Linked DNA regions of Delphinus delphis: region 1 is linked to region 2. Evidence: chromatin contacts called from public Hi-C data. All regions are on one chromosome and are shown on one strand. The core of a region is the stretch at or near the end of the contact, and the rest is flanking DNA. Distances in the headings are between cores, read along the strand shown.

Region 1 (5,985 bases), core at 449-2,948, 220 kb after region 2:
GAGAGGAAGGCCAAGAGGGCAAAGATACATGTGCTGAAAACAGGGACCAGAACCTAGTCCTTGAAGCCACATTGAGGATTTGTGTTTATTTTCTATTCTGGGTGAGGAATATTTGACCTACTATTTGGAGCCAGTGGAAATTTTGCCCTTGATGTTTTGATTCTGTAATTATGAATACACCATCTAACCCAAATAATACAAAATAAATGAATTTTTATCTAAAAAGCAGTCTTCTTAGCAATTAAATCAATTTAATTCTTGATAAATTACCATACAGATTTCCATTTCCTTTTTAATTTACTAAAATTAAGATCCATTTTTTATTATAAATTTTCCATGGAAACTCGATTCACCAATAGTTTTATCTTCAATGGTCCTTATCAAGACTTGAGACAATCATTTTTATTAAAATTTCATCAAGTGTCATCTTTAATCCCTTTCAGTTTTTGTTGTTATTGTTGTTGGTTATATTTATAAGCAATGCTCTCTTTGAGTTAGATGAATGAGTTTTTATTTATTTCTTAGCTAATCCATGAGAAAATCTTGTATTGTCCCTTTGAGAATCACTGATCTCTTGCATTGTTTCCCAACAGGTGGTTCACATACCAGTTGCTTTGAGGTGGCAAAAGTATTTTTTTAATAATTATGTATTTTAAGTGCTCATTAGAATGTTATAATACATTTGACACGTGATTATTCCTTAAGACACATTAAATCTGTCCCAAGTTAAGGAAAATAAGTCATTTGCAAGTGTCCAATCAAAGAACAAAAGACAAGTCAAACGTTCTGCTCAAGTTTTCCATATTTTCTACAAGGAGAGTGGATTACTTTCACCGTGTGAAATTATTCTTTAAAGTATTCTATTACCATTCAATTCTTTTGAAATCAGTCACGTGCTGATGTGGGATGACATAGAGGTCAGGTTTCAAAGGATTCTGGGAGAGTAAAAGGGAGTTATATTTCCAGGAAAGAGGAAGGTAGTTGGTTAACAACGTGCATTTTGCAGTCGATCTGATCTGGGTAGGAATCCTAGCTTTAACATTACTAGCGCTGTGATCTTGTACAAATTACCGTTTGTAAATTGCAAATTCCCCTTCTACCAAATGTAAATAATAAGAATTAACTCGTAAGATTGACCATTAGCTAAGATACCGCACATAAAACAAATAACAGATTCTGGCACATAGGAGTACTCAGTATACAGTTATCCTTACAGATTTTAATTATCACCTTCAAGTCCCCAGAGCTGCTACAGCACCCAAGTCAGAGCACACGCTCAACGAATAGATTTTGGGGATGAAGGCAGGTGCCCTGCCTTGGTTAAAAAAAAAGGGGGGGGGGGCGGCGCACACCTGCCCCAATGTTATGCGAGGGTCTGCAAGATTACAAGTAAGGTAATCTTGGAAGGTGTGGCTTCCAGGTCAGAACCAGCAGAATTCAAACGTCCAGGGCACCGAGCCTAGTCAAAGGGAAAAATCGCCAGCGTGCCACAACGGCCCGGCTGGCTGCGCGTGCGTCGGCCGGAAGACAGATGGCGCGCTCCGCGACCCGCCCGATCGATCGACCAGATCGAGGATCGTCAAGTCAGTTCTGACTGCTCAAAGTGCTCCTTCTCGCGAGGCTTCAGTCCAGGCGGCTGGGGGAAGGGGCGGACTCGGCTGGAGAGAGAGGAGGAGCGTGAAGCCGCCGCACGCTGCGTTCCCAGGAGGCTGTGCGCGCTCCTCGCTTTCTCCCGGATAGTCTGAGCGGGCGCGTGAACTGCTCCGTGCGTAGTGGTCATGGCTCTCCACGTCCCCAAGGCCCCGGGCTTTGCCCAGATGCTCAAGGAGGGAGCGAAGGTAAGGAAAGGAGAAAGGAGGAGTGAGGTGGGAGAGTCGGCGTAGGGCAGCGGCGGCCGCGGCGAAGGAGAAGGGTGTACTAACGGGCCGGGCGTGCTCCCCCGACACTGCGGTCGGAGGGAGAGAAGATTCCAGAAAGGGAGGTGTTCTCGGGAGGGCTCTGCCGCGGAGGCCCGCGGGCATTTTGGTTCTTTACGGACGCCGGGGAGGGTCGAGCGGGCAGAGACGGCGAGTGGGGGACGAGGCCGCAGACACCGCGTTCTGTACTTGGTTGTCGGACAGATGTAAGGCCGCTCCTGCATTTTATCTCCATCCGTAAAACGGGGGTGATGAGTCTCTCCTTTAGAAGGCGACACAGGTGAAACAACGTAGGTGAAATTGCTTTGGGAACTGCGAAGCTGATTGCCACAGTTCGGGGAGTGGGTGGTGCGGTTAAGAGAGGGACAAAGGCCTGTCTTGGCAACTTTTTTCTAAATGAGAAATAGCAGGCTCCCCATTTAGTTCGCAGAAGCAGTGCGTTATAGTAGGATAAACAGTGGTTACAATGCGGATGGATTCTGGTCGCAACTTAGGTTAGCTAGCTTGATGTAAAACTTACCCCTCTGGGTCTTGCTTTTCTCATTATTAAATTGAGCAGATTGGACAAAAAGGGTTGTAACGATCACAGTTGTAACCCACAAGGTAAGTGACACCCTGGCCTAAATAAAACTGCTTTGTTTTATGGCGAGATCTTGGACGTAATTTCAGAAGCTTAGTTTTTTAAAAATATCTTAAAGCACTACTGATAAATGTGTCTCTTGTGTTCAAATGGTAGTGTTCGTTTATTTGTCCCCCATATTTTCTGTGCTTAGTTAAAGGTATGTAGATAGTGTGGTTCCATTTATGGTAACAGGTTTAGGGAACTAGGTTCTTGTTGGCATGATGCACTTTTGGGATGTTGTGAATATAGTAAATATCAAGGTTTAATGTAAATATTGGTGAAAGAGCTTCGCTGAAAATGACATTGCTCACTTTTTTAAAAGGCTGAAGAACGTCCATGGTTTTTATTTTTCTGAGGCAGAAATAATAAATGGCCAAAGGATAATTTCAAATAATGATAAAGGAAATAAAATCTGCCTCGGAAAAAAAAATTAAAAAGCAAGGGTTGGGGTAGATAGAACAATTAAGATGTTCAGGAAAGAACTCTCAGCTCTGTGCTTAGTGGCGAAGATTAAAGGCAGAAGTGTTCCAGGCTGAGGGACCAGTGAGTACAAAGGCCCTGAGGATGGAATGAGTGTCACCTGCTAAAAGAAAGCAAGAAAGGTAATAGGGCTGAAGCTTACCAACGGAACGATAAGAGATGAATTGAGAAGAGTTGTAGGCAAGGGTTAGAATGTGCCTACACATTTATCCCTGACAGGGGCTTTACATTTTTTCCTAAGTGATGGGAAGTCATTAAAGGGTTTGACAGGATCTAATTTATGATCAGAGATGACTGTTCCTCAGAGAATGGGGATGGGGGAAAAACAATGTAAGGCAGGAGATCTTTAGAACAGTATTGTCTGTCTGCTGTGATGGAAGTGTTCTATATCAGGACTGTCCAGTATGGTACCCACTAGTCACAAGTAGCTACTGGGCACTTGAGTTGTGCCTAGTGCAACTGAGGGACTGAATTTTTAATTAATTACTTAAAATTTAAATAGCCACTTGTGGCAAGTGGCTACTCTCTTGGGCAAAGCAGCTCTAGAAAAATGTTCACATGAACAGTAGGCTCTTGAAATTTATCTGAGACCACGGGTAAATTCTAAGTCTAAAAGAAGTCCAGTGTAAAACTTGAGAATTTTAGTACTGTGACCAATTCAGTAGTTTTCAGTGTGTGCATGTTGGAATTATATTGCAGTTCAAATGAGCATTCAAAATCTGTATGCTTTGGTTCCTAAAAATTTATGAGGCAGATATGTTAATTCCCAGTGAACATAGAACTGCTGGATTTACAGTGCTCAGGTTTTAACACAATAAATATTCATGACTACATTTCAACTTTTAGAAAGTACTGATAAACTCTGAAAAGGTATTTTTATCTGCAAGAGCTCATTTGCTTTCTCTAATCAATCTTAGCACTCTTCCCTGCACTTTTCACTACATTTTTAAAAAATTACAGGTTTTATGTTTTGATGTGTAAGTAGGTACCTGTGGTCCCTAAAAATGTCTTGCTTTATTCATTCAACTAGTGGACAAATCTATGGATCATTTGTGAATACCAGGCATCATACTTTACATATATAAATCTTGCTTGATAGTTTTAACAATCCTCTGAAACAGGTACTATTATATTACCCCATTTTACAGATGAAGAAATTATTGAGATTCACTGTCCTGCCTAATCAGAAGTTTTTTTTGACAGCATTTTTCAGGGTTGGAAGAGGCTGTGTACAGGAACATACAGGCTTGCAAGGAGCTTGCCCAGACAACTCGTACAGCATATGGACCAAATGGTAATTTCTAAATTCATGTTTTAAAAGATACAGTACTGTAATAGAATTTTGTGCACTAGCTCTTTCAAACTTGTTCTGAGGATATTATATGTAAATTGAGAGTTTTCGCCATAATATAGTATGGCATTGAAATTTATTTCATAGCGCAGTGACACCAGTACAGTGTTTCTAATCTTTAGTCAGCAATTCATATCTTTTTAGAAAAGTTGGAATCCAAATGTTACGTTTTGTCCTATTGAGAGGATAGAAAAGTTATAGTGCTTTCACCATTGAGGCAGTACCTAGTGTTCACGGTTGTAGATGTGGAACAGATCTTTTACATAGAGCGACATTGTAATTTAAGGGAGAAAAATTCTCTCTTGTCTCCTACCATCGACTGAATTAATTGATACAGATTTATGGAATAAGCAAAAAAATAAGTGTACTTTTAAATAGATTATTTTAGTCTTTTTACATGTTAATATGCTGTGTTGATTGAATAAAAATATGACAAAATTGGCATCCTCGCTAATAAACATTATCAGAGATTAAAAAGGAAAGAGTACAGGTGTGCAGTCAGGCAAAGCCATAGGGCTATGAGATAACCTTAAAGAATAGATAATATGTTTTGAGTTCTTACAAAGTTATTTTTAGGAATGGATATAAATTTATATTTCTTGACTAGATTTTCCCAGTATTTGGAGAAGGGTTTGAGTAATAATGGATTTCTTTTTCTAATTGTTATTTTTGAGGAATGAACAAAATGATTATCAACCACCTGGAGAAGTTGTTTGTGACAAATGATGCAGCAACTGTTTTAAGAGAGCTAGAAGTAAGTTATTTCTTTAAAAAAGCCAAGAAATGTTTTGGTGACATCAAAAATTCAGTATATTTTAATGTAAAAGAACCTTTATTTCAAATTGAATAATAAGGGATTTTTTTATTCCCAACTTGAAAATTCATTATACAGATTTTCCTAATTATAAAGAGTCCTCTTTATGTTTAACATCTTAGCAACTCAAATTTTAAATCTCCTAAATTATTAATTTATGGAATGATTGGTTGTGATAAAAAATATATTTGCTCATAATCATATCAAATTGAATATGTTGTCTTGTTCTGTAGAGTGTTACACTGAAGTGAATTATTCCATAATGTAGAAACATCTGATACTTGAAAATAGTGGTGTGTTTTTTTTTTAATTGTCTTTGTGAAGATAAAACAATCAGTTTGTGGAATTTTGCTTTGTTCACCTGCAGTTTTGATGTTATAGAATCTGTAGAATAGATACTGCCAGCCGAGGTATGAGGACAGCCTGGCACCTGAACACATAGAGCACCATTCCTCAGCCAGCTGCTAATTGAAGCATATGTTCAATCTCAGGGAATTTTCTTGAACTTAGCTCTTAAAGCACCAGAGCTTAATGCTTTTAGACAGAACTCCATAGATAAGTTAACATTTCTTCAACTTCTTAAATAACAGTATAGTCTTGAAGTAATAATATTGAACAAAACAAATTTAATTCCACAAGATATTTATAGAGGGGCTTATTGTGAATGTGAATGTTGTACTCTGTGATGTTCTCAGGAGTTCAAGTGTGACGGGGATACTGTCCTCATAATAAACTATAATGTCAGCTTTTTAGTTTTCTCAGTGCTATCAGCTGTTACTCTGATTATTTCTTAGAAAGCATG
Region 2 (6,073 bases), core at 1,568-4,067:
CAATGCAATAAGAAATTTACACTTAAGCTTCTAATCTTTAAAATACAGCATAAAAAGAATAGAACTACATGTGAAATAAAAATTAAAATGAATTAAGAACATGTGAAAGAATGACAGCTTTCAAGAGGAAATCACGTTTTAAAAAAAAAGTACCCCAGTTGTTGAAAGAGTGTTACTGGCAGTGGTTAACAAACTCTTTATGTTCCCCAACAGAAAAGGGGTGGCATAAACCCAAGTTATATAACATGCAGGTACTACTGTTACCCTATATCTTGAAAATGAATGTCTTTCTGATTTTATATAAAAGTGAATTTTCAAAAAATCAAGGGTTTATTATTTTCTTCCAAATGAATCATCTTGCACTCACCTTAGACGCCCTAATCCCTAAAAAATTCATGATTTTTAATGTCTTCTAGTCCCAAACGTAAAGCATCTTTTTCTACTACAGAATGTTTTAATGAGCTACCGTCAATAAGAATCAGTCATTCTTCTGACCACAGATAAGGGTCAGATCCCCCCCACTCCACATTTCCCTTCCCTAAACTCTGTTAGCAATAGGGACTGTATGCTTGGGTCCTGTGCTCATTTTTAAAGCAAGAAGTAATGATCCGAGATGGAAAGACACCAGCGCCATCACTAAGACAATGATCCATATGGTTTGCCTTTCACCCGACAGTGCTTTCAGACAGTGCTTTCAAGACTTGACCCAAAGAGACTTGTTAATTTCACCCACATTCTCCCTCCCCTCCTCTCTGCCACCAGAAACAACTAGTGTATGTATGAAAAGCCAGGGGCCATGAAAACCACGAGGAAGGCTCCTTTTGTGTTCTCCTAAAGAAATCTTTATGAAGAACAAATTAAGTTCACTTTCTGAAATGTATAAACCACAAAACAACAAAACCACAAAAGGGAAACTAAGTACAATAAGAAGAGTAAATATTTTTGTTACAATACTATTAAGAGGTGACTCCTAGCTGCAAATTTCTTCCTCAGTTTTAGCTCTCTCCAGCACAAACTTCTCAGGCAGTAGGTCACGAGGCTGCTCTGTGTTTACCCACCACCTCAGCGCTCCTTGGCCACTTCCTAAGAGCGCTGGCACCTCACCCACTGATTACCTGTATCAACACAGACAACCCCAGCTTCAGGCCTCTGAAGCAACCCCTCTTGAGTGCTCCTTGGCCTTTTACAGTGGAGGCATGTGATGAGAGTATCTGCACCAGCTGTTCCTAATTACCTCTCAGGCTGGGGCGAATGACTCAGCAACCCAACTTTTTTTAAGGAGTCATCTACCTTGTTAGCCAACCAACATATTGAACAATGGTAAACCACTTGACAAAGCCACAGGTTAAACAACAATAATGCACGATGCCATGCCATCACTTAAACCAAGGCCATCCTACTCCCAGCTGACTCACCAAGTGTTTTTTCCCCAGGCTTCTTTAATCCAAAGGCTGAAGTGGCAAGCGCCTTCAAGCCCAGCCCAGCCCTTGCACCACTACCCAAGACAAGGAAGAAGCAGCCGGCCTCTTCCCACTTCTCTGCTTGACCATGTGAAGCGCTCAAGCGCTCTGACACTAACACCTCCGGTGTTTCCACCCTTTATCTTTCGGAACTGCTTGAAATGCAAACCCTCCTGGATATAAGCAGTGTTATACTACATGAACAAAGACCTAGTCGTGGCACCCTCCAGACCCAATACTGATAGAATTCTCCCAAAAGATAGGCATCCCTACAAAACAGCCTTTGTTCCTTCAAGCGTGACATTGGAGCCTGTTTTTCCCACACACGTTCTTTCACAATCACTACTACGCTATACCTTGAATCAGCCCGAATTCAACGCAGAAGGCTCACTGCACAAAAACCTTCTGTACAATTCTACTCAGTGACATTAAACTACCGTGCAAGAAAGAGAAAGCCATGGCACTCGCGTTTCATTAGACAAGCACAAAGCTGGTGTCTCTACGATCAACACCCACTCTCACCCGACTGTGGGAGTCTTTAATTACAACGCGCGGGCAAAACTCCAACAAAGGGAGCCCTGGGATCTCCGGGCCCCCAAACCAATCTTCGCTAAACCCAGCCCCGCAGGGTGGTATTTTTTGCTCCAGCCACGAACTCGGCCTTTCTTACGTGATTACACGCGCGACCTACACCCAGGCTGGGCAGACGGGAGGCAAACAGCTCGCCGGACGCGGCGGCTAACGAGAGTGGTGGGAGAGGGCGGAGGGATGATACTGAGCCGGGCCGGCCGCGCGGGCGGTGCTGATGTGTCACAGCCCCGGCGGGCCGCGCGCCGGCTGGGGATTGGGGGGGGGGGGGGTGCCGGGCTCGGACCCGGGTGCCCGAGAGGCGGGGGAGGGGGAGCGGGCGCCCGGGCCCCAGTACCTCCCGGCCCCCCGCCGGCCGGCCCGTGATAAAGTACAGCGCGGGCCCGTAAACAACGGCGCCGGCCGCGCGCGGGGCCACGGGGCGCCGACCCGTCGCCCCTTCCGGCGGACGAGGCCACTTCCAGGAAGGGGAGCTGCAGCCGCCCCCCGCGGGCCCCGCTTAATGCCCCCCGCCCAAAAAGCAGCAGCCCCGGTCTCCCTCACCGCCTCCCCAGGACCTGCCCGCGGACCGCCCCTCACAGGCCGGCGGCCCAGACCGCGCGCGAGACGCCGCCGCGCGGACCCTGCCGGGGAAGGGCGCCCGGGACAGGCGAGCCACTCACCAGAGCCGAGGCGCGACGCAGCCCGACTGACGGCAGCGAGCGAGCCTGGCGGGCCGCGCGGGCAGCTATCAGGTGACTCACTCCGTCTCCGCGGCCGGCCGCCCCTCCCCTCTCCTTCCTTTCCCTTTCCTCCCTCGCCTTCCCTCCCTTCCCCTCTCGTTCCTCCCCTTCCCTCCGCAGCCGCGGCCTCCGCCCCCTCCCGGCGCCCAAGCCCCGCCCGCCTCGCGAGGTCCCGCCCCGTAGGCCTGCCTCGCGAGACCCCGCCCTTCCCGCTCTGTAGCGCCTAAACCCCGCCCTCACTAGAGGCCCCGCCCCGCCAGCCAGGAAGCCTCGGTACGCGGATCCCTGCGGCTTCCTGCGCGTAGCCGAAGCCCACACGAGGGTATGCAGGGAGGTATCGCGCAAGCCCTGGGCAGGGCAGGCCTCGAGGAGGCGGCGGCGGGGTCCCGCAACCTCCGTGGCAGCGCCCCTGTGCGAGCGCAGGCCGCAGCCTGAACGAAAAAGCCACCCGAGGACCACCTCCTCCTTTCCTGCTGAAAGCAGAAAGGAAAAGCCTGACGGCCTGCTCGCTCTAAGTGTTGCCGGGATACCCGGAATCGGGTGCCAGCGGACACCAGGAGCGAGGACGAGAGCCGGCCACGTCCCTCCCCAGACCAGACCCCCTCAGGGGTAGCTTCTGGCAGCCCCCGCAGCAGAGCTTCTCCTCTGCCTTCTCCTGGGGGTGGCGGGGCGCCCAGGTTCACAAGGTTCTTGAGCTTCTTGATAGGGATGCATCAAGTGCATCCAGGATTTTGTAGAAAGCATCTGGCAGCCCTACTTTTGTCTGACAGTGAAAACAGTGGCGTCAGCTAACAGGTGTTCCCTTTACGTGGTGGCCGCCAGGAAACCTGGAACCAGGTTGAGTGCCCAGTGGTGTCAGACGGCTCATCTTAAGCCCAGGTCAGGCTTTCATCTTCTGCTGCTTATTCCGGTGTTCATCCAATTGTTGGTGTTAAAATTAAGTTCCCAAGCCATTTAGCATCTCTGGAGTTCAAAGCACTGACTGTGCGAAAAGATGTGCACCTGGCAAAGCCTACGCTTATCAATCTAAAGGGAGACCCGAGCGCTCTGGCACTGTGCCAGCCGACCTGATTGGAGTTGGGATCTTGTGAAGGGATTTTGCCGTTGGTTTTTGAGTTCAGGTCGAAAGACAGAAAGAAGTCGATGGCTGGACAGCATCAGCACCAAGATGTGTGGGCTCATTCTTGCACACCGGAAGACAGCCCTGGACCTCTCAGGGCAAAAAAAGACTGCCACGTTAATGAAGTCAGGTATTATCACTAACATGACTGCGTTTGTATTCACAGGCGGTGAGACTTAGGGACATTTGAGTTACATCCAAAATACACGAGAAAATAATGAGTGAAATCGTGTGGGAGTCCAAGGGGTAAAGTGATTCACTGTGACCTAGAATTTGGGCAGTAGGTAACATTTGCATTGGGTCTTAACTGGGAAGAATGGGGCCCTGCAGTCCAGGGAGGGAAGAGCGTATGCAATAGTCCAGACGTAGGAAGCAGATGGCATTTCAGGCTACCTGAGTTCATGGTGGGGTAAAAATATTTAGTTAGAAAGGAGGAAAGAACAATTGGAAATAGACATGGAAGGACTGGGGTTCTTACATGCACCTGAGCATTTTTGAGTCTTCACTCACCTTCCACCCAAAGCCAGTGGAATTCTAGTCTTCCTTCATCCCACACCTTTGCAATTTCTTCAAGAGGAAGAACAGACCCTTCCTCTTTGCGAGGAACTCTTCCTTCTGTACTCTCAATAAATGGCAGTGAAAGTTTCTAGCATATGCTCTGATATGTTAAATTATTTGAAAAGTCTTACAAAGGTATATCAAGGTGTTGAGAATATCAAGGCTGTTAGGAGTTACTCTCAAACTTTAGTGTTCATAAGAATCTCTGGATAGCCAGGACACGGAAGCAACCCAAATGTCCATCAACAAAGGAATGGATAAAGAAGATGTGGTACATATACACAGTGGAATATTACTCAGCCATTAAAAGGAACAAAACAGTGCAATTTGCAGAGACATGGATAGACCTAGAGACTGTCATACAGAGTGAAGTAAGTCAGAAAGAAAACAAATATCGTATAATATCGCTTATATGTGGAATCTAGAAAAATGGTACAGACGAACTTACTTGCAAAGCAGAAATAGAGACATAGATGTAGAGAACAAACTTATGAATACCAAGGGGGGAAGGGGGATGAATTGGGAGATTGGGATTGATATATATACACTACTATGTATAAAATAAATAACTAATGAGAACCTACTGTATAACACAGGGAACTCTACTCAATGCTCTGTGGTGACCTAAATGGGAAGGAAATCTAAAAAATGAGGTGATATATGTATATGTATAACTGATTCACTTTGCTGTACAATAGAAACTAACACAACATTGTAAAGCAACTATATTCCAGTAAAAATTAAAAAAAAAAAAAAAAAGAATCTCTGGGGTACTTGTTAAAAATGTAGACTCCTGGGCTCTGCCCCCAAAGATTCTGGTTTCATAAGTCTGAATGTGACCCAAGGATCTGCATTATTTTTAATAGTTAAAATCACATCACTTGAGAAGTACTGAGTTAAAGTTTATGGTATATATTAGGTACAGGGCAAAAAAACAAAATTAGAGAATGATATAAAACCAAGTCAGAATGGGAAGGGCCTCATGCACTGTGCCTACAGTTTGAACTTTATCCCATGGGCTGAAGGGAGTGTGTAGAGGTATTTAAGTCATGTGATTGTTTTTAGAAGCTAATTCTAGAGAACCTCATTCACTCCATTTCCATTGCCTTAGCTCCTTCTGTCTCTAAATATTCATTCACTCATTAAATCAACGATATTTGGAGGTTGAACAAATTGTTTTAAACTGTAAGCAATTACCAAGATAAAAGGTCGCCACAAGTTGAAAAACTGCCAGTTCACACTTCTTCCCTCAAAAATGATTATGAATTAAAGCCCTACCACCCCTAGCCCTAGGTTGAAAGATTTTTGTAAAAAATGAACATATTTCATTAGAAGACAGGCTTCCTTGAGCAGGATGGGCAAACATACCCCAGTGTTTACCTGCTATCTGAAATGAAAGGTAAGGTGAAAGGAATGTAGCCTCTGACTTGGGATATTCACAGCTTCTAAGATTTAAAAAAGGCAGAAATTATAAAATAAGCTACAAGGATATATTGTACAACACAGGGAATATAGCCAATATTTTATAATAACAATAAATGGAGTATAACCTTTAAAAATTCTGAGTCACTATATTGTACACCTGTCACATATAATATTGTACATCAGCTATACTTCAATTTTTT

Evidence for each region. Hi-C and Micro-C count contacts between places; a contact is called where the count stands out from the background.
Region 1: a Hi-C map of lung shows a contact between it and region 2, with 3 times the contacts expected there. The contact joins the promoter of CCT8 here to the promoter of BACH1 in region 2. A contact is called at or near these places in 2 of 3 Hi-C or Micro-C datasets (lung and muscle).

Annotation. Positions count from the first base shown.
Region 1 is chr4:15,645,277-15,651,261 of mDelDel1.2, forward strand. CCT8 (chaperonin containing TCP1 subunit 8) reads left to right here and starts at 1,699. Exons shown (of 15, transcript XM_060010422.1): 1 at 1,699-1,838; 2 at 4,222-4,312; 3 at 5,044-5,123. The coding sequence starts at 1,779.
Region 2 is chr4:15,425,270-15,431,342 of mDelDel1.2, forward strand. BACH1 (BTB domain and CNC homolog 1) reads right to left here and starts at 2,818. Exons shown (of 5, transcript XM_060010409.1): 1 at 2,711-2,818.